3 separate regions of the Mus musculus genome follow, and regions 1 and 3 are each linked to region 2. A link is a contact called in public HiChIP or PLAC-seq data. All regions are on one chromosome and are shown on one strand. Each heading gives the region's core, a stretch centred on a gene start, on an enhancer-like site or on the middle of the called end of the contact. The rest is flanking DNA. Distances are from core to core; before and after follow the strand shown. Region 1 overlaps Dis3l2 (DIS3 like 3'-5' exoribonuclease 2). Region 2 overlaps Gm32700 (a long non-coding RNA gene). Region 3 overlaps Cab39 (calcium binding protein 39).

Region 1 (2,960 bases), core at 240-2,739, 610 kb after region 2:
TGTGAATTGCTGTCTGTGTAGATGCCATGGGCAAGCATGGCAGCTGGGTGGCCTGTCACCGAGGGCAAGGGGCTCCCTAGAATCCACCTCACAGCTGAGCTGGGGTCATCAGCTCAGGACCTTCCTGCCAGCTCCAGGGTGATTCACGAGCCATGTGTGGCAGATTGATGCTGCAGCCTCCTTCTAGCTGATTAAAAATGTAATTAGTATGCACAGTAGGGAGCTGCCAGTCACCCTGTGCATGTGGCTGTGGCCCTCCCTCCCCGCCCTTCCTCTCTGTTGCCAGCCCATGGGATGTGGGGAGGTGGGACTACCACCTCTCTTCTTATATATCATAGGCCAAAGCTCCCAGGAGCCCTGTTCACAGCTATGCTATGAGTAGGTACCTCAATACCTGCAGTTTCAAACATGTACCCTAAAAGGTAAAGGCAGACCTTCCAGAGGGCAGGAGGACTTCAAAACAGATCCTACCTGACCCAGCCACCTGCTTAGCATCCCAAGTACTAGCAATTCCTACCCTTCTGAGCACTGGGCAGCCTCTTCCCTAGGGAACTGGGCACAGTGTATCCTCCTTTCACCAGACTGGAATAGTATGAATTGGCTTCAAAAGCAACTAGAATCTAGGATGAAAACCAAAGCAACCAAGGCCCTGTTCCCCAGTGCTGTTCCCTGTGGCATCAGGATTAACAGACCCATCTGATATGGTTATGGTGATTTTCTTCAAAAAAGATTCTGTGGAGTCCCCTGGCAGGTTCCTTGCAGTGAGTGACTGGCACAGCTGCAAGGATATCACAGCCCTAGGATGGGCTGTTGTCTGAGGAGAGCCACAGACACGCCCCACCTGCCCTGGGCTCCTTGTCAGCCTCACACAGCCTTCAGCTGCCTGTCCTCCCACCCCTTAGGTCTCCCTTCTGCTCCCATTCCCAGACCAGCATATCTGGATAGGCAGAGCAGTGATGGATGGTGGTTTAGTATCTGGGTAAAGAAGACTCTGGTGCTTTGCCAATCCTGGATCTCTAGACTAAAGGCTCATCCCACAAATCTGAGGAGGAGCTAGCTTCTCTGCTGGGCCAAACCCGGGCTTCCAAGACCTCCTTTCACTGCCTCCTTCAGAATCCTTAAGGAAGCTGTGGCTCGAGTACTGGGTTCTCTCAAGACACAGAGGTGGCTGAGACACGGCCTCCCCAACCCTCGTGAGGAACAGCTTACCAGTCAGTAAGGAAAGTTTTTGCAGAGTGAACGTGCTTAGGAGGCAGGCACTGGACTAGAAACTTCTATAACAGGCTTGCTCCACCCTCAGGTTGGACATCATGTTACTGAGAACTCTGAGCCATAGCAGTCCTGGGTTGCCCTAACCTGTCTGACAAATGGAAGTCTCAGGTCTCCATCTGAGGTGGTGCAGCCAGGCCGCCCTGGCCAGGACTTGAGCCACCTGTCCTCTGTTGCCTCCCAGTGGCTCTGTCATCTTCCCACAGCACCAGCTGAGTCACTTCTCTTTGTGTTTGTTCACCCAGCACTGAGTCAGAGAACTGATAGAACGTGTGTCCACACACCACTCAGTGTGGCAGTTGGCACCGAACACTAAGGGCACTGCTGGCAGAAGAGATGACAAGAAATAAACGAAGTACTCACTCATCAGCTATCCAAGACACCTGCCTGCACTATAGGCTAAAGCACAGGGCACAGAGCAGCTCACTGGCTTTTCCTCAGTGGCCTGTCAGGTTCACATGGAAGGAAGACAGACACAATCTCACTCTGATTGGGGTCTCAAAAAGCTCAGAAGCAGGCAGTATGTTCCCAGGGGAAAATGGAGCAGGTTGTGGGTCCAGCATGGATGAGAAAGTTAAGTATTAATTAATGGTTGTAACCTGCCCTCCTGGGGAGAGAGGCTGACACCCTGCACAGTCCTACTTAGCAAAGAGCCTTGGAAAGGACTTCAGTGGGCCCAGGATGGCAGTCCACCGGAAGCTGGAGCACAGCACACTGGAGGTATGGTAAGAGGGAGCTGGTGCCAGGCAGAGGCATCCCAGATGCATACCGCAACAGCCAGTGAGGATACCCACTGCACCACCATGCCAGCTAGCCACTAAAGCAGCCAGTGAGGGCAGTCCAGGTGAGAGGAGGAAGGCCTGAGAGGAGAAAAAAAATATCCAAAATCCTGGGGTGGGTGGTGTCCCAAAACTGAGGCAGCATAGGCACAGTGGGAGCAGCAGAGACCTGCAGTGGCTCCTGCTGGGAATGGGGCAGGCCTGTGAAGGAGAGAGGGCTGAGCCATAGGGCACTGGTGACTCAGTGAGATGGAAAGAGGGACCAAGTGTAGAACAGCTGGACCATGAGAAGAGAGCATGCAGGGCAGTTCAAGAACCTTAGAAGAGGCCATGTGGGCAGAGTGGGGCTCCAGAAGAGGGTATTGCAGTCAATGGGAGCTAGGAGCCTGGAGCCAGATCTCCCTCTGTGAAGGTTATTGATTATCAGTTTCTGAAGGATACAAAACATCCACTCTCACTACCTCCCCAAGACCAGCAAAGGCACCAATGAGCTTGTGTTCAGGGATCCATTGTGAGGGGAAATGGGAAAATAAAGGAGGACGTTACCCTGGTAGCTGAGAGTGAGCCAGCAGTCCCTGTTAGACTGGAGAAAGGCAGGTACGAGGCCATCCACAAAGAATGCTGAAGCACCGAGCTGCAGTACTGCACAGCATCCAACAAGGCTGGGCTGCTCTGGGCTGGGGGTGGAGAAGGATGGCTACAGAAGTCAGTGTTGCCACTGTAGTAAATAAACTGACCTCTTCCCACACCAGCAGGCAAGAGAGCGATCATCGGAGAGTCACCAGGCCTGGTAGAATCTCCTGTGATAGGACCCCATGAGATGCAGCAGAGGGCTGCTGCAGGATCCAGTCAGCCCTCAGGCCTTCAGCAGCCAGGCAGGAGATTGAAAACATCTTCTCCGGGGCCCTCCTG
Region 2 (2,943 bases), core at 168-2,667:
GGTAGATCCCACATGATAGGCACTATCCTATGCTATCTGATTCCTCTGCAAGACTGAAGAGGGACTTACCTGCTAGAGCTGTTGGCCATAGATGGCTTAGGCTATCGGCTCCCTCTGGAGATAGATAATGATGGAAAATGCCTTGCCTGAGGTCACACCTCCTTCATGGGTGTGCCCAGTGACTGCTGTTCAGGGGTATAGAAACATCCAGTCTCAATTCAGGACTATGAGAAAGGTCCGTGATGTCTCTGGTGCTTCCCATAGACTGTATCACAGTCCCGTCCTCCCTCCTCTGCCAGTCCCTGATACCTTCTTCTGCCCTCCAGGAAGACCAACCCCAGAAACACTCCCTACTGAGGCTGCTGCTTCTGGTTAGGTGTTGTCCCCCCTTTTAGAGATGACCTCCTTGAAGCCCTGATTACCTACCTAGACACTTCTGAGTACCTCTTGCCTTTTCAAATACCTATTCTGTAACAGTCACTGAACAGGCCTGCTATGTGCTGAGTACTAACTGTTCTAGGTGGGAAATAGTGAAGCATAGTAGGACAGGTACACGTCCAAGAGGAGTTCAGTACTGCAGAGGGGCATGGAAAAAGCAGCCCCGAAGATAAGGCAGTAACAGTGAACCTGAGAGTACTATTTAAAAACAAAAAAACAAAAAAACAAAAAAAACAAAAACAAAAAACCCAAAATCAAACGGAATGAAGACACAACACAGACTACTTGATCATGACTATGAAAAACTAGCTGTTCCTGGCCAAGCTTGAATCAGATAAAAGGTATCACTGCAGCAATCTGCCCCCCCCCCCAAAAAAAAAAAAACAACGGGGGTGAGGGTGGGGTTAGGCACTGAACTTCTTGAAAATGTACAATGACAGCCTTTCAGAGGGGAAGAAAGGCACTGAATTTAAGGCTCAAGGGGTAAGTGGGGGATGAGCTTAATAATAAATGACTGAGGCGGGGCCAGACGGTGCAAAGTCTTCAAGGACGGAGTTTCCCTTCTAAAGGAAGTGGGGACCAAATTCTGAGGGAAGTTGAGAACTATGTGATAGCTCTCCATGGGCCAAATACGAGACAATAGGGTATTTTGTGTTTCTCATAGCTCAGGCTAGCCTCAAAAATCACTATGTAGTCAAGGTTGACCTTCAACTTCTTAATCCTCCTGCCTCCACCTCCTGAGTGCTAGGATCACGGGTGAGCACCGCCAGACATACTTTAAGTAGTTCTTGAAATCTTCCCACATGCTAGGCAAATACTCTTAGCCGAGGAGCCACACCCTCAGCCCCTGAGATGATGATACTTAAAGCAGCAAGGGCTGAGGCAGAGAGCCTGGATAGATCACTGTGTCCACACTGCTTGGCCCAAGAGTACATCCAGAAGCATTTCTGGTAGTGCTGGGGAGCTTGGCCGTTGGTTTCAACCTCTGCTGCTTCGAGCTGAAATCTATACAGTCCAGTCCTTGGGCTTATTTAATGTCTGCATACTCCTGTGCTGAGTCACTGTCAACAGACCCATCAGCTGACATTTATGCTTCTGCAAACCCAGAGCCGTGCCTCTCAAAGTGTGGTCTTCACAGATCCATCGACCCTGCCTGGGAGACTCAACGGAACAAAGACTCTCAGCCTCCACCCAGATCACTGGATCAGAATCCTACCACTTATAAGAGCCCCGAGAATCTCCCATGCTTGATGAAAAGACAGCTCTGTGGTAGAACACTGGCCTGGCATCTGTGAGGCCATGGAATCCACACGATCTCCTATACCAGAAAGAAAAATAAAAGAGAAAAAGCCGGGGGTGGGCAGGGCATGGTGGCTTGGTGGTGAACACCTTTAATCCCAGCACCGAGGGGGAGGAGAGTTTGGGGGGAGGGGGGAGAGGAAGGTGGATCTCTGTGAGTTTGAGGCCAGCCTGGTCTACATAGCAAATTCCACACCAACTGCAGACATCGATCTCAAAAACAAAAAAGAGGTAGAGAGATGGGTCAGCAGTTAAGAGCACTGGCTGCTTTTCCAGAGGGCCCTGTTTCCATGTACAGCATACATGATGGTTCGCAACTGTCTGAAACTCCATTTGTTTCATGGGATCTGATGCCCTCTTCTGGCCTCTGTGGGAGTCAGGTACCCATATGGTACACAGGCATAGACATGCAGGCAAAACACCAACACATAGAAAGGAAGGGGACCAAGGAGATGATTCAGCTGGTAAAAATCATTTGGCAACCTAAGTGTGATCTCCAGAACCCATAGAAAAAGCTGGATGGGGTGGCTTGAATCTGTAATTCCAGCCCTCCTGCTGGGAGATGGGAGGTGGTACAGTATCTCTCATCAAAGGAAAGCTCACATCCAAAGGGCAGGGGCAAAAACAAGACAGACATTGCCTCAAAAGCAAGGTGGAAGCCCAGGTATGGTGGCACAGGCCTTTAATACTCAGAAGAGGCAAGAAGATCTCTGAGTTCCAGGCCAGCCAAGACTACAACAGACCCTGTCTCCAAGCAGCATCAGGGGCTCTGGAGGACAGAGCTGCTCAAGGGCCCCAGAGAAAACCACCACCGTCCAACAGATGTAGGAATCGGGGCAAAAGGCAAGTCGCCCTTGAGCTAAGCTAGAGCAAGATTTTGATTGGGAGTAGAAGATACATCCCAAGCTAAAACAAGGATGGGAAGGAAGACGCAGACAGAGGACCAAAGGGCTGAAACGGAGTCCTTGGATACAGTGAAAATTGGACTTAGAGGTTATAAGAAACACCAGGAGGCTCTACCAGGGACTGTCCACCACAGCTGAATTAGGACAGGTGAGTCTTTTGAGAGAAGGACTTTGCCTCCTCCTAGCTGAGGGACTCTGGTCCAGTTATTTAGCTCTTGAAGCTTCCAGCTTGTGTCCTCTACAAAGTGTGGATAATGGCAGAGGTACCTAAAGAATCTTGGGATGAATCATTGAGATAGCA
Region 3 (2,862 bases), core at 320-2,819, 600 kb before region 2:
ATTATTAATTTCTTAGGCAACTTTCTGATTGTTAAGGTTCACTAGATATGTCTGTGTTTTGTGCAGTGGTATTGTAAAGTACTCATCTCTGAACTTTGTAATACTTAGTGCTTTTATTATTTAATATGTATTTAAGTCTTCCCTAGGTGAGTGAATTTAATAGAGGAGTTTATGTACTTGCCAAAAATTCTCTAATGTCATCACACTGAGAGTATAATCTCCTTCCTTTCTGTTTCTGTAAAAGTGTACACTGTACTGTTCACAACAGAAGTATCCGCTTCTGTAAGGTTCAAATCCCTATAGATTGGAAGTGTGCTACCAACATCTGCTTCCCATAATCAAATCAGCATGCTTCTGAGAGTTAGAGATGGTTGAAATTACTTGTGGATTATAATGAGATTTCACTTTGTTGATAAAATTGTATTAAAATTGCACACTGTTAAATTTAAGAATTTGTCATTACAAATAGATAAAATTAGAAATTTAATGTCTACAAATGTTGTAAAGTCAGATATCCAGTCATAACTAATACACAGTGGCTCTTTGACTTTATATTGAGGGTGGATGGACATTTTCATACTTAGACAGGTAAATATTTTAATGATTGTATTCCTAATAGGGCAAAAAAGACGTGGCTCAAATTTTCAACAATATTCTCAGAAGACAAATTGGTACAAGAACTCCTACTGTTGAATACATCTGCACCCAACAGAATATTTTGTTCATGTTATTGAAAGGGTATGTACAATGTGATAAAGTTTATATTCTTAGCTGAAAAGAAAAAGAAAAGTTTGTTTGGGTGGGACAAGATAACCAGGTCGGTAAATGGGAAGATATTCTCTGTAGTTTTAGCTCACTTTTACGTAGATCTTGAATATACTGCCCATTAAAGTCTTGGCCTGTAAGCTAGACTAACACAAAAATACCCTGTGAATGCAAGCTTAAAATTGGGTGAGTTATGAGCCCTTAAGTTCACAAATCAAATACAACTGAAGGAAAGAAATAGAGCCAGTGTGGCCATACTTGTATTCTGTGAGATAGAAACCATTGAAGTCCATTGAAATCCCAGCCAAGTTGAGTCCAGAGATGCCTCCTCTGCACCTCAGCTCACCTCACACCTCACACAGCAGTGAAAGCCTTCTTGGGGTGCTGGGGGGTGGGGGCATGCATGCTGCTCACCCTCACTCAGGAGCACATGTGCTGCTAGGTCACTACACATCTTTCTGGAGTTATTCCTAGGCTAAGTAGGCATTTGATTTGGGTAGTTGTCCATTTCAGAAACAAAATCAAAACTTAGATCTAAACTAACAAAAGTGAAAAGACCCTCTTCGTTCTGAGCACTGAGCCTACCTGGCTGGCAGGGTAGGTAGTTGGTCAATTCCACACTACTATTGTCTGGTACCCCTTGAGCTCATTCCAGCATCGGCAGTGTTTGCTAAACCAGTGGGCAAGCATGTTTGCCCACTGCAGTGACTGACTGCTGCTGTGAACGACCTTGCTCCCTACACATTACCTCACTTGGTTTGTATCTATGGTTTAACACTTCCCCCAAGTTCAGACTTGTTTAGACAAAGCATGAGTCAGTGACATGTCACATGCCAGCTCCTCCTACTTCCTCCTCTCTGTTCCTACCCATCTGTGTTGCTTCTTCACCCGTTACTGTTGTATCGGTCCAGTGTCCCTGTGGAAAATATGCTATATGAATAGTCTGAAATCTGACTGTTCTTAGAACAGTGTGATACTGACCAGAATTTCCTTTGTTATAGAAACCAAAGGTTTATTGAAATCTAAACGTTAACACTTCCTATTACTTCATGGTAGCTTTGATGTAAATAATTTTTAAACAATGTATAGAATTAAAAACAACAACAACAAAAACCTTTGTATTCTCATTGTGTAACCCCTGCTGGTCTTGAACTTAAAAGATCTACCTACCCCTAATTTTTGAACAAAGTATTAAAAGCATGTGCTGTCACTGGAAGCTGAAATAAGATTTTTGAGAGAGAAAGCATAAAACTCTCTGGGCTGGTGAGCAGAGTCCTTGGCCGAGGAGGTAAGAAGGAAAGGCCTAGAATGAAGCTTGGCTTGGGACCTGAGACAGCAAGCCTGCCCTACCCACAACCCCACCTCAGCCATTAGCCTTGCATCTTTCCTGCTTTCTGAGGCTCCTCCTCTCTCCCTGCACACAGCTCGGCGAGGCTGCTCCCCGCGCTCCCCGTGTTCCTCATGCATCTGCCGTGTATGCACTGCACAGGCTTTTCACAGCTACAGTCTGGTGAAAGCCAGCGCCGTGCTTTAGTGCATTGGTGTTCTAGCCCACTAACTTGAATAAGGAGCGAATATATTGTTTGAGCATCATCGTTAACTCAAAATCTATATTGGATGTTATATTAGTTACTTTTCCTGCAATAGTCCTGACAAAAGCAGTCCAAGGAAGGAAGGGTTAACTTTGTACTCAGTTGGAGGGTGGGTGAGGGGGTCAGGGTGGACGGGCTGGTCAGGAGTGCTGGTAGTCAGTTCTCCGCTCACTTTTCCTTTCTGTTTTGTCCATGACAGTAGTTGTAGCCCGTGGGGTGATGGTATCATTGTTGAGGCGACCTTGCCTTCTCACCTTAACGAGCATGCTGAGGCTACCTAGGCTAGATTGTTCCTCACAGGTGTGCTGGGGAGCTTGCCTCTTAGATGATCCTCATCCTGTCAGGTTGACCGCCAGTATATAAACCAACACAAAGCTGGTTTAGCCCATTGTAAACTTTACTTTTCTATATTTAAGTTGTCCCACCTCAGGCCATTGTGTGCTCCTTTGTTCTTTTGGCAGAGCCCAATTGGTCTGTGATGGCTTCTTTGCTTTCTGACACCTTA

What was found. HiChIP or PLAC-seq counts read pairs in DNA pulled down with a chosen protein or histone mark.
Region 1: a contact with region 2 is called in an HNF4G HiChIP or PLAC-seq map of pancreatic cancer cells. The contact joins two enhancer-like sites. A contact is called at or near these places in 2 of 15 datasets of contacts at CTCF or cohesin (the NIH/3T3 cell line and embryonic stem cells), 12 of 484 Hi-C or Micro-C datasets (the Ba/F3 cell line, the G1E-ER4 cell line, the HPC-7 cell line and 5 more), 11 of 115 datasets of contacts at active chromatin or transcription factors (T-cell acute lymphoblastic leukemia, astrocytes, cardiomyocytes and 8 more) and 1 of 9 other capture datasets (embryonic stem cells).
Region 3: a contact with region 2 is called in an HNF4G HiChIP or PLAC-seq map of pancreatic cancer cells. The contact joins two enhancer-like sites. A contact is called at or near these places in 3 of 115 datasets of contacts at active chromatin or transcription factors (memory CD8 T cells, microglia and pancreatic cancer cells).

What each region holds. Positions count from the first base shown.
Region 1 is chr1:87,050,087-87,053,046 of GRCm38.p6, forward strand. It overlaps Dis3l2 (DIS3 like 3'-5' exoribonuclease 2), which reads left to right. Exons shown (of 21, transcript NM_153530.2): 21 at 1-11. Among named protein-coding and RNA genes, the nearest start is that of Gm28375, 16 kb to the right of the region's middle. Within about 2 kb of position 1,490, at least 23 of the 459 cell types and tissues checked have an H3K27ac peak or open chromatin away from gene starts, as enhancers often do. A contact at or near this core is called in pancreatic cancer cells, where this site is marked.
Region 2 is chr1:86,436,609-86,439,551 of GRCm38.p6, forward strand. The region is part of intron 1 of Gm32700 (a long non-coding RNA gene); the gene reads right to left. Among named protein-coding and RNA genes, the nearest start is that of Gm32700, 3.4 kb to the right of the region's middle. Within about 2 kb of position 1,418, at least 44 of the 459 cell types and tissues checked have an H3K27ac peak or open chromatin away from gene starts, as enhancers often do. A contact at or near this core is called in pancreatic cancer cells, where this site is marked.
Region 3 is chr1:85,836,667-85,839,528 of GRCm38.p6, forward strand. Cab39 (calcium binding protein 39) reads left to right here. Exons shown (of 9, transcript NM_133781.5): 4 at 620-738. Among named protein-coding and RNA genes, the nearest start is that of Cab39, 45 kb to the left of the region's middle. Within about 2 kb of position 1,570, at least 174 of the 459 cell types and tissues checked have an H3K27ac peak or open chromatin away from gene starts, as enhancers often do. A contact at or near this core is called in pancreatic cancer cells, where this site is marked.